Linked DNA regions of Sus scrofa: region 2 is linked to region 1. Evidence: chromatin contacts called from public HiChIP or PLAC-seq data. All regions are on one chromosome and are shown on one strand. The core of a region is the stretch at or near the end of the contact, and the rest is flanking DNA. Distances in the headings are between cores, read along the strand shown.

The links. HiChIP or PLAC-seq counts read pairs in DNA pulled down with a chosen protein or histone mark.
Region 2: an H3K27ac HiChIP or PLAC-seq map of alveolar macrophages shows a contact between it and region 1. The contact joins the promoter of RBM28 here to the enhancer-like site in region 1. A contact is called at or near these places in 6 of 47 Hi-C or Micro-C datasets (alveolar macrophages, embryonic fibroblasts, heart right ventricle and 2 more) and 1 of 2 datasets of contacts at active chromatin or transcription factors (alveolar macrophages).

The regions. Positions count from the first base shown.
Region 1 is chr18:19,722,730-19,727,709 of Sscrofa11.1, reverse strand. KCP (kielin/chordin-like protein) reads right to left here. Exons shown (of 43, transcript XM_013990798.1): 12 at 3,340-3,433; 13 at 3,151-3,230; 14 at 2,977-3,070; 15 at 2,520-2,605; 16 at 2,364-2,445; 17 at 1,963-2,115; 18 at 1,767-1,873; 19 at 1,592-1,685; 20 at 781-954; 21 at 560-642; 22 at 337-430; 23 at 56-244. Among named protein-coding and RNA genes, the nearest start is that of ATP6V1F, 31 kb to the left of the region's middle. Within about 2 kb of position 2,984, at least 2 of the 83 cell types and tissues checked have an H3K27ac peak or open chromatin away from gene starts, as enhancers often do. A contact at or near this core is called in alveolar macrophages, where this site is marked.
Region 2 is chr18:20,031,463-20,036,442 of Sscrofa11.1, reverse strand. RBM28 (RNA-binding protein 28) reads right to left here and starts at 2,138. Exons shown (of 19, transcript XM_021078708.1): 1 at 1,885-2,138. The coding sequence starts at 2,002.

The DNA.
Region 1 (4,980 bases), core at 1,735-4,234:
GAGGTAGTGGTGGCGGAGATGGAGAAGGTACAGCCAAGACAGGGAAGGGCGTTACCATCGCAGGAGGGGCAGCAGGGCCCTTGGCGTGGGTGGGTGCAGGGCACAGGTGGGCAGGGCAGCCGCTGGCAGGACACAGAGCCATCCAGGCAGAGGCAGAGGTGGCAGGGGTCGTCGGGTGGGGAGAAGTGCTCCTGGTGGTGGGCAGGGACCTTGCTCCCGGGCCGAGGGCAGCTGGAAGGGGTGGCTGAAGCCAGAGAGCATTCATCAGGGTCAGCGGGGTGGGGGAGAGGCTGCAGAGGGGTCCCCTGGAGGAGTGATGGGGGGTGCAGCTCCTACCCGGGCACTGTGGGCAGCACTTTCCTGGCAGCATGGCTGGCTCTGGACACAGCAAGGGCGGGCAGCGGCGGGCCAGGCACTGCACATTGCCACTCTGCAGACAGACCGATGGACCAGGCCAGGCCACCCCTTCCCACCCATGCCTCGGTGGACCTCTCCCGGTCTCCCAAAGTCCCACCCCTCCGCCCCTGGACTCTTCCTCCCATCCAGGTGGCAGACTCACCAGACAGCGACACAGGCGGCAGGGGTCAGAGGGGTGGGGGAAGTCTGCTCCATTGGGGTACTCCTTCCCACCAAAGGCACAGCCTGGGGGAGGGGGCAGCTATCGGCTGGGGAGAGGCCCTCCCCTGCCCCCTTCCCCAGGGCATGCCACCCTCCCAGCCCTAGTGCCTAGGGATAGGGCCAAGCCATCCCGAGGATCCCCCACCCTCCCATTCACCTCACCATTGCAGTTGTGCTGGCAACAGGGACCAGGCAGAGGGTGGGCACAGGAGGCCGTGGGGCAGACCCGAGGTTGACAGTGGGCCTGGCCTTCCTGACACTGGCATTCCTGGCAGGGGTCTCGGGGGTGGGAGAAGCGCTCCCCATCCACAAACACTTGTTTCTCCAGGACACAGTCTGGGCAGTGGGGGTGGGTGGTTGGGGCAAAGACCAAGAGTGCAAGGAGCAGGCTGACAGCCCCTTTGCCCTTGAGTCCAGAGCCACTGCAGAAGTGCCACTTGGAAGCTGTCTCCATGGAGGGAGACGAGCATATGTATCTCTCTGAGCATACCCGTGTGTGTGTGTGCGTGCACGCGTGAGCATTTGGTCCCTTTACCCTCAGGCAGATGTGTGTGCCCCTGCGGTTGAAGAGCTAAAGGGCTCATGCATGTGTGTGCCCGTGTTTGTGCGACTTGCCCTGCCCACTCTCGGTGCAGGGCCCCCAGCATCCCGGCTCCCCGTCTCTCCAGTAGAAAACCTGAACATTGGTTGCGAGCACCAGTGGCACACAGGTAGGTAGAGGCGGTGGAGGCGGTGGGAGAGGAAGTGTCGGAGGCGGGGAGGGTGTTGCAGCAACAGGAAGGGACACACTGACCTCTACCCTCTCCCACCCACACCCTGCCAGTTCCGGAGAGTGCCAAGCTGGGTCACATTGAAAGCAACTCAGAAGGCCGTTGCTTTCTAAGGTATGCACTGGGCCCATGGGGCCATGGAATGGCAGGATCTAGCCACCACCCCCCACTCCCGCCACCAGACAGGTGCAGCAAGCACATACCTGGGCACCTGGGGCAGCACTGGCCGGGTCCTCTCTGGGGCCTGGCACAGGTTGTGGGAGGGCAGTTGACCAAGGAGCACGTGACGGTCCCATCCTGGGAGCGGGTAAAAGGGCAATGGGGGTGGGTCCCGGGAGGAGGGGCTCAGCAGGGCAGCGGCAAGCCCCGGGGTGGTACCTCGCAGCGGCACGCGTGGCAAGGACTATCTGCATCTGTGAAGTTCTGCCCATTGGCATATACTTGGCCATGGTAGGTGCAGCTCTCACAGCTGGGGCAGCAGGCGCCTGGGTGGGGCAAGTGGATCAGAGCCCAGCCAGTCAGGGTGGGCTGGGCAGAGCAGGGGAAGAAAGCTAGATCAGGACGGGGTACTCACCAAGGGGCCGGGTAGGGTGCTGGCAGGGGGCTGGGGAGCAGAGCAAAGCCCTGCACATGGGCACCCCAGCCTGACAGGAGCAGGCCATGCAGGGCTGACCATCAGGCTCCCACTGGACCCCCTCGGCAAACTCCTCGCCATCAAGCACGCAGGCTACGCAAGGAGAGGCTGTCACCATGGCAACCCAGACACGTCCACCCATCCCTGTCCTTCGCACACCACAGCACCCTTCCCAGGCCCCTCCCTGGCTTTGCCACCCCCATGGCAGCCTCTGAACACACTCGGGAATGGCCGGTGGACTCCCCAGCAGCCCCCTGCCCCCGCTGTGAAGGAGAACTCCTCCATCTCTAGCCCCCGGACACAGCACCCTTTCCTGATGGCCCCCCCTCCAACACACACACCTGGGCAGAGCTGAGGGCCAGAGTCAGGCAGGGCACAGGGGGCCACTGGGCACTCCCGCTCCTCACAGGAGACCTCGCCGGCCTAGGAGGGAGGCTGGGTGAGAGGCCCTCCAGGGACGAGACAGGTCTGGGCCATGAGACGGTGAGTCTGCCTACCTGACAGGTGCAGTGGACACATCGGCCACTCTCTTGGAGTCTGAAGGTCTCCTGGCTCTGATACTGGTGTCCCTGGTACTCACAGCCTGGACAGGATGACAGAGGGACTGGGGGACAGGGCTGGAGGCCGACGGGGAAGCCTCATGGCACCCGAGGCATCCACCCCCAACCCCGACAAAGGACAGTCACCGTGTGTGTCTTCCACTCGGCCGGCCTCCCCGACCCCCCGGAGCAAGGGCTGGCCACAGTGCCCTGTGTGCCATGAGGCAAGGTGAGGACCCATCCCTCACCCTCACCTGGGGTGACCGTGCGGAGGTTTAGAAATAGTTTCCCCGGTACTTTAGTTCAAGGGGGCTTCCTGGAGGAACAGTGGAAGCAACTCCCTCCCCGCAGACCTGGAACCTCTCTTGGGCCAGTGTCTGCCCCTCCTCCCTGGTGATGCGAGCCCCTGACTCACCATCACAGACTGGGCAGCACTTCCCAGGGATCCTGCCTGGGTATCTGCAGGGCGTGGCTGGGCAGGGCAGAGGCTCACACTGGACACTCCCGTTCTGCCAACAGGACCTGGTCAGCACAGGAGAGGCAGGCCCAGAAGCCGGGCCCTCCCTGCCAGGCAGGCAGCCACACTCACGGCACAACGGCAGTGCGAGCAGGGGTCCCCAGAGCCCACGGGCTCCCCGCTGCGGTACTCCTGCCCGTTTAGGAAGCAGCCTGTTGGGAAGAGGGTGCTTTAACCCCTCTTCAGGGCCCCCTACCACCCCATGTGCTGGCCTTCGTGGGAGGCTTTCCGAGCCCCTCCAGGCCCCACCCCCTGACTCACCATCACACACGGGGCAGCAGGTGCCCGGGAGGGGCCGGGCAGGGTACGGGCATAGGCTGGCACATTCGTGCTGGCGGCACCGGATGTGGCCTTCCTGGTAGGGGGCAGAGTGGGTGGGGGGAGGGATGGCCGTCAGAGCTCAGCAAGTGGCAGAAACAGCATTTGAGTCCCATCGAATAAGTCCCATACACTTATTAGATGTGATGGGTTGTGTCCCCGTTCAAATCCTTATGCTGAAGTGCTGACCCGCAGTACCTCAGGGCGTGACCTTTAAATAGGCTCATAGCAGATGAGGTCAGGCTTAATGCAATGACTGGTGTCCTTGTGAAAAGAGGAAATTTGGACATGGACACACACACTCACAAAGGGAGAGCAACAGGCGAAGATGTTGGCAGAGGCCAAAGGATGCCAAGGATGGCCAGGCACCCACCAGAGCTCCTGGAACAGATGCTCCCTGACAGCCCTCAGGAGGGACCAGCCCTGCTGACCTCTCACTCTTGGACTTCTTCCTCCAGAACTATGAGATAATTCATTTCTGTTGTTTAAGCCACTCTGTTTGGGGTAATTTTTTTTTTTTTTACAGCAGCCCTAGAAACTAATAAACATGTATAACTTAGCATGTCACTTAATGTCCCTAGGCCTCAATTTACTCATTAAAAAAAGAGAGAGAGAGAGAGAGACAGGAGTTCCCACTGTGGCTCAGTGGCTTAAGAACCCGACTAGTATCCATGAGGATGCGGGTTCAATTCCTGGCCTCGCTCAGTGGGTTAAGGATCTGGTGTTGCCGTGAGCGGTGGTATAGGTTACAGATGAGGCTCAGATCTGGCGTTACTGTGGCTGTGGCATAGACCAGCAACTGTAGCTCTGATTCAACCCCTAGCCTGGGAACTTCCACATGCTGCAGGTGTGGCCCTAAAATATTTTTTAATTAAAAAAAAAAAAGAGAGAGCAAGGAGATCCTGCTGAATAGCATTGAGAACTTTGTCTAGATACTCATGTTGCAATAGAAGAAAGGGTGGGGGAAAAAAATGTAACTGTAATGTATACACGTAAGGATAACCTGACCCAATTGCTGTACAGTGGGAAAATTTAAAAAAAAATAAAAATAAAAAATAAAAAAATAAAAAAATAAAAAAGAGAGAGAGACAATAATAGTCCTGTCCTCATAGCCTTGTTATGGGGATAAGTACATGCTTGGCCGCCACCTCTGAAAGCTAGCAGCTGACGAATGGTAGCTGCTGCTCCTTCCCATGGTCCTTCCCAGACAGACCCATCCCTGGAGTTCATACCTACACCTGAGCTCAATACCTCCAGCCCCTAAGTGTCTGGGCAGCCAGTGACTCTGCTCACAGGTGGGGGGTGCGGGGGTGTCAAGATGAATGGGGGAGGGGAAGCACATGGCTGCCAAGGCACTGGCTGCCCCATGGCCTTCACCATGGAGTCCTTAGTCCTTGGCAAGGCGTCAGGAAGCTCTGTGGCTCTGGCTTCAGCTCCCGTGAACCACTGCCCTCCTGGACATGCACCCTGCCTGGACCCTGGGCCTCCATGTCCCTACCTTTCTCCTCCAGGCTTTGCCTTGACTCCTCCCTACACCTGGGGTCTCAGCCCATTCAGGCTACTGCAATAACATCCCATAGACCG
Region 2 (4,980 bases), core at 889-3,388, 310 kb before region 1:
TTATTAGCACACTGTTAGCCTGCCTACTCACATACTCAGGTACCAGGCGGGTGTGGGGAGATGGTACACACGATATTACTTTCCACCAGTTCTCCTGAAAAGCAAAGTGGCAGCCATCTACAAAGACATCCTGATGACTTGGAAGGAAGCTAAATGTATGTTCTGGGCAACATCGGGTGCCTATTTCAAATGGTCCCCTGACACAGTCTAGATAAGAGGAAGGAATACTTCTACAATTAAAACCCTTACAATTCTCCCTCATTCTAACATGCTAACCCTCCTTCACACTGATGCCATGAGCATCAAAAAGAATGTGAATTATACAGGACCATTCCAAAAGTCAGTACATATCTCTAGCAGCTCAAGCCAAAATGTTTGAAGTTAGACGTGAACTTGACTCCTTGACACTGCTTTTTCTCATACCCCACATTTGATCCATCAGCAAATTCTTTAGCTCTACTTTTTTTCTTTTTTTTTTTTTAGGGCAGCACCCTTGGCATATGGAGGTTCCCAGGCCAGGGGTCGAATCAGAGCTGTAGCCGCTGGCCTATGCCACAGCCACAGCAATGCCAGATTCGAGCCACATCTGCACCACAGGTCATGGCAACGCCAGATCCTTAACCCACTGAGCAAGGCCAGGATTGAAGCTGCATCCTCGTGGATACTAGTCAGATTCGCTTCTGCTGAGCCACGAAAGAGACTCCTCTACTTTCAAAAACATCCATATTCTAATCACTTTTTTACCACCTTCAATGCTACAACATCTGGTCCAACACCATGATCACCACATGAGCCTAACTGGTCTCCCTGCTTCTGTCCAAGTCTCAACACAGCAGCCTGAGAGAATCTTCCAAAATGGGAAGTCAGATGATGTTTACTGCTCCATGCTCAAAACCAGTAGTTTCCTATCTCAGAGCCAAAGCCAAAGTCCAAGATCTCATCTGGTAATTCTCTTCTTTCACTCACTGTACTCCAGTCACCCAGGTCTCCTCGCTGTGCCTCCAATATACTATTCACACTCCTCTTCAGTATCCTTGCGCTAGGCTGCTCCTCTGGCTGAGAAATAAGTGTTCACCCTCTCAAATCCCTAAGGCCTTCCCTGGGGACTCCCCGACCCCTCTCTCTACAGTTTCCCCACCAACACCACACATACATTCAGACACTCACTCCCTAATTTTCTTATTTTAAAATTATTTTTATTTTTCATTATTTTTCTCCTCAACGTTTATCACCATTATCACTATATGTTTTGCTTATTTATTGGCTGTCTTCCCCATCTTGAAGACAAGAGCCAGATTTCTGGATTGGGTCTGTGCACTGCTGTATTCCCAGGCCCTACAATAGTGCCAGTGACAGAGCAAGCATTCAATAAATACTGAGGAAATAAATAGCCGGGTGTATGAATAACATATTGGTTAAGAGCTCTGAGTCTGGTGATCAAATTCTGAATCTGCTACTTGCTAGCTCTACAAACTGAAGCTAACGTTCCTAAATTCTCCGAAGCCCTAGATTCCTCTCCTGTGTAACAGGGTTAAGGTCCCACCCAATTAGATTGATGGAACGCACGGCACCTGGCAATCAATCGATTCTCAATAAGTTTTACTGATGTTTGATTAAAAATTACTTATGTTTACTATGAAACAGAATCTTATATGTGAGCGCACATAATAAAGGAAAGAGGTACACAAACTCAAGGGACTGACTGGAGTTTCAGAAACGGTCTCTATGGATTCATCCAGAGCAGAGTCAGTTTGGAAAAGAAATTTAACCTCCAAGTCCTTTCACTGAGGGGAGAATAAAGTATTATGAAGTTTGGGAGGGTGTTCTCGCCCCCATCCGGCTCCCAGGAACCCCAACCCTGTCCCCGATCGCCCCGCCCCCTACCTTTCTCAGTCACCACGAAGCACTGCTTCACCGGCCCCACCTGACTGAACAGCTCCTCTAGCTGCTCGCTTCGGGCCGAGGGTGGGAGGCGGCCCACAAACAGGGTCAGCCCCGCCATGAGGCAGAGAAACGGAGACGGGCAGGGCCTCAAGCAAACCTAGTTGACGCACGTGAGTCCAGGAACTGACTTTGGTGAGCCGACCACGCCAAGTTGCCGGGAAACCCCGGAAGTGCTCGTCGCTCAAAAGCGTCCGGAGGAAAACAGGGTGGAAGGGGAAAAAAACAGCCCGGAAGGAAAAAAATCGTACCGCCCAGGGGCGGAGCTCCTCGAGTGGGGCTCCACCCCTGGTCCAAGTACCGCCCCCTGTCTCTGTAGGGAAATTTGGCGTCGCTAGTTTCTACCCTGCTTAAAATCTCACCTTCTGGAGATCTATACCAAACTCAGCCAGGCAGGCAAGAGAAGTTATTTTTGCTCTGGGCTTAACCCAGGATATAACATATAATAGATGTTTAATAAATTTTTTTTGAAGTGCCACCACAGACTCCCAGATTACATGCATAAAACACACAATATAAACACAAGTATGTCACATACTTCATTCTGACACTTCTCACGTTCTCAGAGACTATGAGACATCTGTCACACTATAGCAGATAACTCTAACCATGCCTTTAACAAGTCACAGACAAATTATAGTTACTAAAGTATATACAGGCACAGATCATACACGATCATTCTTTCAAAAAAAGTTACTTAGCTCCTACTATATGCCAAGCACTAGGGATAAAACTGGTGAGCTAAAAAAAGACAGGGCTCTTGGTCTTATGGAGAATACAGTGTAGTAGGGGTAGACAGACATTAATCCCCCCCCAAAAAAATTTTACAAATAAATAATAGCCCGAACCATGCAAGGTCACATGAGAATGCACCCAGAACAAACTAGACATCCAGCTTATACACACAGACCTAGAACACAGATCCTCCCAGAGATAGGAAATCTTTCCTCAGGTGAGCTTATCAGACAGGCCCAAGGCTGAGGAATCTCACTGACCAGGAGGTCTGAGTGCTCTGGATCCTGGCACACACAGTGTGTGCCATCCCACTGGTCCAGGCACTGACCTGTGTGTGCGAAACTGCAGCACTCTGCAGAATATTTGCACAGAACAAAAGTACCCAGTGCATTTTTTTAAACAGTATAACCTGAGCACATCCTAGGTAGAAAATTTTGAATGTACAAAAGATACAGTGGAAAGTGTTTCCCTTTCTCCTCAAATCTAATCGCTTTTTTTTTTTTTTTTTTTTTTTTTGCCACAGACACAGCATACAGAGTTCCTGGGCCAGGGATCAAACCCATGCCAGAGCACTGACCCAAGCCACAGCACTGACAATACCAGATCCTTAACCACTAAGCCACCAGGGAACTCCCAAACCCCATCTACTTTCAATATATTTTGGATAGATGGATGACTGGTTAATAGTGACAGGGGGAAGGGAGAATGGTAAACATCAGATATATGAAACCCTAGCTCCAAGTATTACATGCTTAAAACATAATACTTGGAAAGCACAGTTATCTTTAAACACATAACTCAGCAGAGGAAGTATTGAAATACAAAATAGATTTTTAAGGCCATGGGTTAAGAAAATGTGTGTCATTTGAATAAGGTTGATTCGTGCTTCCTCTCCCTTCTTTCTCCTCCTCTCCTGCCCCCTTACCATCTTAAAAATCAAAATCAAAATTCCCTACACAGAGTCTAAATTACAAGCTTCAGGGCCTTTAGCTATGGGGAGGCCTTCCCAGCCCTGGCTGTTGAGTTTGGGGGGATGCAGTGGGGAAGAATCCCGAGAAAGCTCTTCCAACATCCCTTTGGGATCTCCGGCCTACAGTGGTTTTGTGGGTTTTAGGTTTTGTTTTAGGGCTGCACCAGCAACATATGGAAGTTGCCAGGCTAGGGGCAGAAATACAGCTGTAGCCACCAAGAATACAGGATCCAAAACTCGACTTCAACCTACACCACAGTTCACGGCAACGCAGAATCCTTAACCCACTGAGTGAGGCCAGGAATCGAACCTGCATCCTCATGGATACTAGGCAGTTTGTACCACTGAGCCACTACGGGAACTTGGACCCTCTACAATGTGAAGTTGGAAAAGAAATACTTTGGCCAGAAAGCGTCTTTAAAAAACAAAAGGAAACTGCCTCACTATGCCCACCAGAGGGCAGCAGCCGCCCGCAGTGCAGAGGTGTTCCCCGCCCCTGTTCCCCCACCTCCTTCCCCAGGGGAGGATAACACTGCAGCTGCCTTTTCTACTCTTCCCAACTTTCCCCAGCTCAGTATCCCAGCCTCAGCCTCTGCCTCATCCCCTCCTATCCTTTCAGATCAGGAAGGTCACGTGGTTCTCTGATCAGGAATATTTGCTCATCTATCTAACCAGGACACATGCAGCGCTCTTTATTAAATAGCAGGGGACGTGGTACCCTGCACCGCACCGGCAACGTGGCTTCCAGGGGAAATAAACTGCTGGCCTCTCCCTCATCCATCACTGTGCAGGAGCCTGGAGAGGAAGTGAAAGAGGCCTGGGTGTGCTCAGTCAGCTGCTCCCCAGCCCTCTGACTCCATACCCGCTTGCAAACCAAACCTGCAAACCTTCTTATACTACCATAGACTTCTTGTGCTTGGCTCTTCTCATAACTGTAATTAATTATTTGTGCTCTTGTGGAGTTCCCGTCATGGCTCAGCAGGTTAAGAACCCGACCAGTATCCATGAGGATATGGGTTCGATCCCTGGCCTCGCTCAGTGGATTAATGATCCAGCATTGCCATGAGCTGTGGCTCAGGCCAGCAGCTGTAGCTCCGATTCGACCCCTAGGTTGGAAACTTCCATATGCTGCTGGTGTGGCCATTGAAGGAAAGAAAGAAAGATTATTTGTGCTCTTGTAATTATTTATATGATTAGCTCTTTAATGTCTGCCTTCCCCAAAAGACCTTCAACTCCATAAGTTCAAGGCTCTTGTCCACCTGGTTCACCTCTCTACCCCAAAACCTAGAACAGTGCACTCATCCAACAAATGTTTTAAAGAGATTGGATGAATG